2 separate regions of the Zea mays genome follow, and region 2 is linked to region 1. Evidence: chromatin contacts called from public Hi-C data. All regions are on one chromosome and are shown on one strand. Each heading gives the region's core, a stretch centred on a gene start, on an enhancer-like site or on the middle of the called end of the contact. The rest is flanking DNA. Distances are from core to core; before and after follow the strand shown. Region 1 holds the start of LOC100383807. Region 2 holds the start of LOC100282616 (DCN1-like protein 4).

What was found. A called contact is a pair of places that touch in the nucleus more often than the background predicts.
Region 2: a Hi-C map of ear shows a contact between it and region 1, with 2.1 times the contacts expected there. The contact joins the promoter of LOC100282616 here to the promoter of LOC100383807 in region 1. A contact is called at or near these places in 3 of 25 Hi-C or Micro-C datasets (ear, endosperm and tassel).

The regions. Positions count from the first base shown.
Region 1 is chr4:87,767,367-87,771,304 of Zm-B73-REFERENCE-NAM-5.0, forward strand. LOC100383807 reads right to left here and starts at 1,656. Exons shown (of 8, transcript NM_001362147.1): 1 at 1,236-1,656. The coding sequence starts at 1,522.
Region 2 is chr4:88,371,555-88,375,492 of Zm-B73-REFERENCE-NAM-5.0, forward strand. LOC100282616 (DCN1-like protein 4) reads right to left here and starts at 1,669. Exons shown (of 10, transcript NM_001155524.1): 1 at 1,439-1,669. The coding sequence starts at 1,490.

The DNA of each region.
Region 1 (3,938 bases), core at 406-2,905:
GAGGTGAGGACCCGGATGAAACGAAAGGTAATCGTCTACCCTCGGCATCAAATCAGAGGACGGGCTGACGGAGCGACCTCTAAGACGAAGGCCTCCAAGACTTGGGACTAGAAGGCTAAGATGGGTAGCGGAGGCTTGGTGGGTCCTCTGCATGCAAGGCAGGCCCACCCGTCAGTCACACCCGTGGGTACAACACTTGCTGTAACTAGATCTAGGCTACTATTATTTCATAATTACCCCGTTGTATAGTATATTCCAAGGATGTAGTAGGTAACTAAGGGTACAAATGTACTTTAGGCACTAGCCCCATAGTTACCCTAGAAATACCCTGTCCAGCTCTCGGATGGGACACACTTGACAAGACATTGAGCACCCCCACTTTCCGTTTTGTTGAGCACTGTTCTCTCACCTGCTTGAGTGCTTGGGTCCACGTGTCAGAACCCAACAAGTATGAATTTACACATTTAACCCAGAGGTTTCAAAACTAAAATGTAATAGTAATTGATGTTTTGTAGTTTTTAAGTTTTGCCCAAATTAGGGATGAAAGTGGTAATCCGAATTGTTAGAACAAATTTAATATTTTAAAATAGATATATATAAAATTTGATGTTAATCTTTTCTTATGTTATCAAGCACATTATTAAAAATATGAACAAAATTTTGCATAAATTGTTTTATGCATTATTTTCCCCATACAACAAAAACGGTGAAAAAATAACCAAATTTGTATTCGAATCCATACCAAATTTTATATCTATCATTTGAGAGAAATATATGATAAATTTGTGGTTTAATTTTTATGAATCTTTACAAGCTCAATGATAAAAACAATAATATGAATTTACATAGTTGATTCTATATTCTATTTATTCACAATTAAAGAAAAAAGACAAAAAAATTGATATCCGAATAATTACCGTTTTCATCCCTAGCCCAAACCTTGTCCTAAACAGTTTTTTGTGACCAGAGAGTATTCGTTAACTGCTACAGACCAACTAAACTTCAGAAAATGTCGATGTTACAATATTCATGTTTCATAGTTTCATACTACAATCTGAAAAAGCAGCAGCATCCATATATGGATACAAAAGGTGTTTGACGAAATTCCTCAAGCTGAGCCTGCAACAATAGGTTTATGCACCACACGTCCACAAACATTGCCCAAACAAATAGCAAAACCACCTTGCCAATTGTTAATGTTTCATGTGGACGACGAGTGAGAGAGAAATCCTTACGGGTAGGCGACGAGGGTAGACGGGTAAGAGTTGCGCTGCCTGAAGGGGCAGACGGCGATCTGGAGTGGCTGAAAGGACTCTGCGGCGAGCTTGGCCTTGAGATACGCCGTTTCCGCAGTGTCCACCGGCAACGCGCGGCGCCATCCCGTCGGGGCACCGGTCTTCTGCGCCGCCACGGCCACGTAGTCGCATGCCTCCAGGTGGGCCCTCAGCTCCAGCACGGCCTCCGCAAAGTTCTGCCTCGTCACCTGCTTCGCCGACGCCGCCGCGGCGCGCGGGGCAGCCATGGGACCAATGGCGGAACCAGACGCTGAGCACAACCAAGGATAAACGGTTATGGAAAGCGGGGTGATCCACCGGTTGAAAGGAACCGATGGCAGCGACGGCGGCGCGCGGTGAGGGAGGAGGCGCACGATCGGCGTTGCGTTCGGAGTCGCCGAGCCGAATGCCAGTCAGTGGTGTAGCGGGCCGCACAAAGTTGGGCCGCTTTTCTCTCTATTGAGAGCAGAAGAGTTGGGCTGCTTTTCTCTCTACTAGAGAACATAAGAAGAGTTGGGCTGTAGCCTAACGTAAATTTCAGGGCCGTCCTCCTAAGTCCCTCGCTAAAATTCAGGAAATTTAACTGGTTATTATTTTTAAAAAACGCTACCTCTCCGATTATAACTCCTACCGTTACCCTTAGCCGTTTGATCCTTGGAATTGAATTATATTCTAATAATAATAATTAAGACAAAAAAACATTTAAGCTAATATGAATTCTTTTGAAATATATTTATATACTATTATTAGCAATATGTGAGAGATATTTATTTGCTATATTTTTACTATAGAGGAGTGAGCCGAAGAGTGTTTTATAAATTGCAGAGTAGAAACATATTCCGTTGATATATAAATGATCAATCATTTCTCATACTACACCCCATAAATTAAAGATAAGTTTATATCTGAGCTTTAGAAAGTGATGGAATGTTAAATTCCAAGCCAAAATGCCAAATAGACTACTTTATTAAGTAAACTTTAATTCCTACAAAATGAATAAATCCAAACGGCTTATTATATTATTTGTTGGGGGCCTTCCTCTTCCGAAGGTTCTCAAAAACACGACTAACCATTTGCTTTCAGCGTACTACTGAATATTACAGAAGTTTCATCATCAGAAAAGCTTCGGAATAACACAAGAGGAGCGAAATAAACTTCGTCTGACAAGCTTCGTCACGGTGAAACAGGTAGACAACGTGGCTTCGGTATAACGAAAGAGAAGTATAACGAAGCACGCTTCATCAAGCAAGCTTCGTCACGACGAAGCAATGAGACAATGCAAGGAGGTGTTGCTCAAGTTATTAAATACAAATGGTGATGTTACCTTGTGATATTTTGTAAACTCTGTATGTAATCGTTGAGGGCATAAATGTAATAGCGTATGAACCATTGTGGTTGCCTATAAATAGATGAACAGTACCCCGTACTGTTCACGCTGGATTGTAATTGCTCTCGCATTGGCACCTTCAAACAAGCCGAAAGTATCAACATAATATAAATTTTTGTTAATGTTCATATGTATATCATAAAATAAATATATGAATGAATGAATGAACAACATATATTGTCTCTATGAACTATTATTCTTATGAATGATGAAGGTGTGTCCTTCATGACCTTCATCCAAAGATCGTTATATTCGAAAGGAGATAATGTTTCGAAGGACGAAGGTTCTTAATCTTTAACAATTGTGTTGCCTTGTTCTTGATTCACAACATTTGAGAACAAGTGACCAACATTATTGTTACATTAGAAAAGTTTAAATAAATAATCTATTTTTTGTACATGTGGTACGCCACACGCTAGCCACGTTAGAGTTCAATCAACATGGACATGGTAAATGTCTGTCACACCCGGTTTTGAAAGGCAAACCGAATGCGAACCATGTACGTGCCAAGATCAGAAACTCGCGTACACAACGATTACATAATTGGACATCATCACACAATGCTCAAAGTAAATAGCGGAAAGATACTTTATTACAATAAGATGTCCGAGACATCCACAGAGTCTAATACATAGCCATAGTCTTCAACATTAATATCAAAGTGCGGAAATACGAAACGTAGAGGATAAGCCTACACAGGTAGCTGACTGGGGGTTTGCCACTAAGAAAAACTAGAACTCATCGTAGTCCTGGAGCTCCTCAAAGTCCTCCATGTTGCCAGCATCTCCTCCTGAGCACTGAATACAGTGGGGACACCCTGAGGTGGGGGTGGTTTGTAAAGCAAGGGTGAGTACACATCAACGTTGAGAGCACCTAGAGGGGGATGAATAGGTGATCCTGTAAAAACTTAAAATTTAAAGCCACAAAACTTGATTAAGTGTTAGTACAATTAAATCAAGTGGCTAAGGACCGAGCTCTTGTGAAACACAATAGACACAGTGAGAACAAGCACAAGAGACACAATGATTTATCTCGTGGTTCGGCCAAGTATAACACTTGCCTACTCCACGTTGTGGCATCCCAATGGACGAGAGTTGCACTCAACTCCTCTCAAGTGATCCAATGATCAACTTGAATACCACGGTGTTCTTCTTTCTTTACTCTTTCCCGTTTGTGAGGAATCTCCACAACTTGGAGTCTCTCGCCCTTACAATAAGGATCAAAGTGAAAGCACTAGAGTAAGGGCGGGAAGCAACACACACAAATCCACAGCAATA
Region 2 (3,938 bases), core at 419-2,918, 600 kb after region 1:
GGGTCCGGGGAAGGATAAACCGAGGCAAGCCTTCTCCACTCAAATGGGGAGAGAACCCGCGAACTGGTGATTCAGTGAGACAGCTCTTGTCACTACACCAGGCCTGCCCTACGATGGGTAGATGTAGTAAAAATGAAAGCTAAAACTAACCAAGCACAAGATCAGCTGATGGGTAGATTATTTGGAATTAATTAACGAACTTGTATTTACATGATAAGAACTTGATTAAGCTTCTCAAATTCAAGGATTCATGCAGTGTAATTGAATATTAGAAAGTACCGTGTGAAATCATGAGAGCTAATTAAATGCCCATGCACAAAGAGAAAAGGCAAACAGGTCAATTGGGAGATGAGCCAGCATAAGAGGATCTGGGTTAAGTGAGAAAGCAAAAGAAGAAGAGCACAATGTCAAGCTAGTGTTAATTGCAATCACATACAAATTAGGTTAATCATCTTAATTATGAAAAGAAAGCCATTCTTGTAGTTCCTTACCATCACACAAAATTACCGAAGAAAGATTCAATCATGAAATTTAACTTCCTGCAGTTATCAACCTAGTAACATCTCCAACAATGCCTTAAATTAGTGCTTCAAATTGAAATATGAGGCTCTACGTAGAAAAAACTACTCCAACAGTTCCTCATTTTATAAAATTTGGTTAAAAAATTATAGGGCACACTCTCAAGTGCCTCAAATATACTACACCGTAGTGTGCTGCCTTATAATCTAGATTTGAGGCTTTACCGTTGGAACGGGATGTTTTGTTGGTGCCCTAAAGTCTATAAAATATACTTATTTTTAAATTATAGGGCATTTCTATAGGTCACGTTGTTGGAGATGCTCTTAACTAAAAGGGGTTATATGGCCAACACAGTGATAACAACTAACAAATACTTCCTTAATTTGAGGGGAAAGCATACAGTTCACACCTAAAACCGCAATCTAAGGTTCTCATAGTCTAGAAATCACAAGAAACGCAGTAAATTGAGTCATTAGTGCGAGTTTTTGCTCTTTATCTTTACATGCAAATAAATTCACATAGATTGGCAAAGAATAGACCTGCAGATTGCATCCTTTTACAACGAAGACACATCTGTTACCATCAGATAGAAGGAATCCAAGGCGAATTCCACATCAAATTCAGCCCAAGATTCAAGAACCCTTTTACAACCACCACAACGCCAAATCGCCAAAATAATAGCCTGAATCTACCACCACACCCTCCCAATCTCGAGATGGACGATTCATAGCTCCCACATACCGAATTTGACGATCGAAAAACCGTACTATCGAGTGCGCTCCAGCACAGCGCAGCCTCGAGATTGGATCTTCCAGAGGAAACCCGCATCCAATCGGGAAAACAGAAACCCATCCGCGGAACTAGCGAGCCGATCAAGGAACTAGGGGAAGGAGGGAGGGATCCAGGGGTGGGGCGTTACCAGCGCTGGCGGTCGCCGTAGACGACGACGATTTCTTCGAGGTGCGCCTCATGGCGGCGGCAGGCTGGCTTGCTCCTGAACCCACCTTCTTCCGTCTCTGATTCGGGACCACCTCAGGTTCTCCTCTTCACCTCGCGACTAGTTCTTCCTTCTCGGTTGGCGAGTCCCGAGTTCGCTGTCGGGGGCCTCGGGGGAGCCGGAGAGAAGGGGAGGAAGAGTGGAAGACTAGGAGGGGCGCTGGTGGAGGTGGAACCCTTTGTTCTTATAGGATTCGGCCCACGTGCGGGCCCGGATGGATACACGGGCCACCGCAGGTCCGCAGACTATTTCAGCATACTGCATACTTACGCGGTGCCTATTTAATACTCGTACGATATGAATTAAACTTTATTAAAAAACAAACACTCTCTAAAATAACATTAGGTGCTAATTTAGTGACCAAAGAAAAGAAGAAGAAAAATCTTCTTACTATTTAATTTTAAATATGAAAAGAATTTCTCTCTTATTTCCATGGTCATCAAACCAGTCTTAGGTGTGGTCGTGTAAACATGACTGAGATCTTACTTTTAACGGATCCGTTTTTACCAAGATCTCACAACCTTTTTCAATTTCACATTTAAAAATATTTAAAATCTTAAAACTATATTCATGAACAAAAAATGTAAAATGGTGATTGTCTCCTAACAATGGACAACATAGATTTAATTATAGAAAATTAAACTTTCTTCGCATAGGGTTCTAGAGATGACCTAGTGGTACCACTAGAGGGAGAGGTGGCATGCCCCTCCCCTATATAAATTATTTTTTTTGTAGGGTAGTGTCGTGGTTCCGGAAACCGGGGACACAGTATAATTTATGATTCGACAGAGGAGGTTAGCACGGATAAACTCTGAATGGTGAGTCGAGTGACTCGAGAGGGTTTATATTGATTCAGCCAAGTGCTCTACGTTCAGTGTAGTGTTGATCTTGTATTCCTCTAAGGGGCCGGTGGGCCTAAAACGTGTTACAAGGTGTGTAGGTGAGAGAGTGAGTGAGAGAAGAGCATAGTTTAGCCTAATTTTGCCCCATGTTCCTATTTTGTCGTCCCCCTTTTATAGTTCAAGGAGGAGGCTTGTATGGAGTGAGGTTGGTTACAATGGATGAGAGTGGGGCCTACTATTCATCGGAGCTCTTTTGGTGATGTCGCCTTCTGATGCGTGCGTAGGCACACGCGCGAGATGGTGTGTCGCTCCGCCGAGTCCCATCTGAAGAACCTTGTTCTCAATGCAGGCTCTGGTGGGTCCCATATCACAGTGTTGAGGATGTCGTAGGCCGTACATGTGTATGCCCTGTTGGGGACTTGTTCTTAACAGCTATGAATTAAGAACAAGGCAACATAGAAATTGTTAAATGTTATATTCCTTCGTCCTTCGAAGCATTATTTCCCTTGGGATATAATGGATTCCGAACGAAGGTTATGAAGATCACACCTTCATAAGCACAACAAATAATGAAGAAGGATTTATATAAAATATGAAAAATAATTTAAACACATGATTGTTATCATTAACTTGTTTCTATTTCATTATTATAGAAATAATGACAAATTACAAAATGTACCTTCGACTTGAAGGAAAGTAAAAATACCAACGTGAAGCAAAAGCAAATGCCCAATGCGTAATTACAGGAGCGCGTGAACAGTACAGGGGTACTGTTCACCTATTTATAGGCACAGGGCGCAGCCTGTGTATAATTACATTTATGCCCTTTACAATGAACTACAATAATGACATAGAATATCATGGGTCTTTAAGTCATTTCATCTTTAAGTCGGTTCACCCCTTCGTCTTGAGACATGTCACTGTGTCGAAGCTTTATAGTCGATAGCTTCGGCGCTGCTTTGGAGAGGATCTGCCGAAGGTGTTTATTTCTTTAGGATCTTCGGCTACGAAGCATACCCCCAACAGTAGCTCGTTCGCGGTGCTAGATCGTTTTTCGTAACGAGCTTGATCCGTGAAAAATCTTCTAGGCTTCGGGATGCCGAAGATCCAAAAAACACCTTCCCTGAGCTCGTTGGCGAGAAACGATTAAAATAATCGTCGCACGCGCGACCCATCTTGCACCAATTACGCGCTCGCCAGCGATTCACCTTCTCGAACTATGTGGCCCACCGTTCAGTGAGTGCGGGTCACTGTTTGTTCGGTGCTGGAGACCTTGCCGATTCACCTTCCCACCTGCAGCACTATATAAACAGACGGGTAGGTGTGAAGTTATCACAGCATTCATTGCTACTGTACTGTTTTGCTGCCAAATTTTTAGTCATAGCCGAAGCTTGATCATCGTGCTCAGACGAAACCTCGCTTGTGAATCTGCTTCGGCACAAGTGTAAGAGCTTCGGAAAAAACAAAAAAGCCAACACCAAAAATTTCAAGTAAGTCATAATCAAATGGACAGAGTTCGCTCTACTGCAAGAGTCGATCGTGAGGGAGACGAGACCGAAGCTGTTGAAACTGTTCCTATT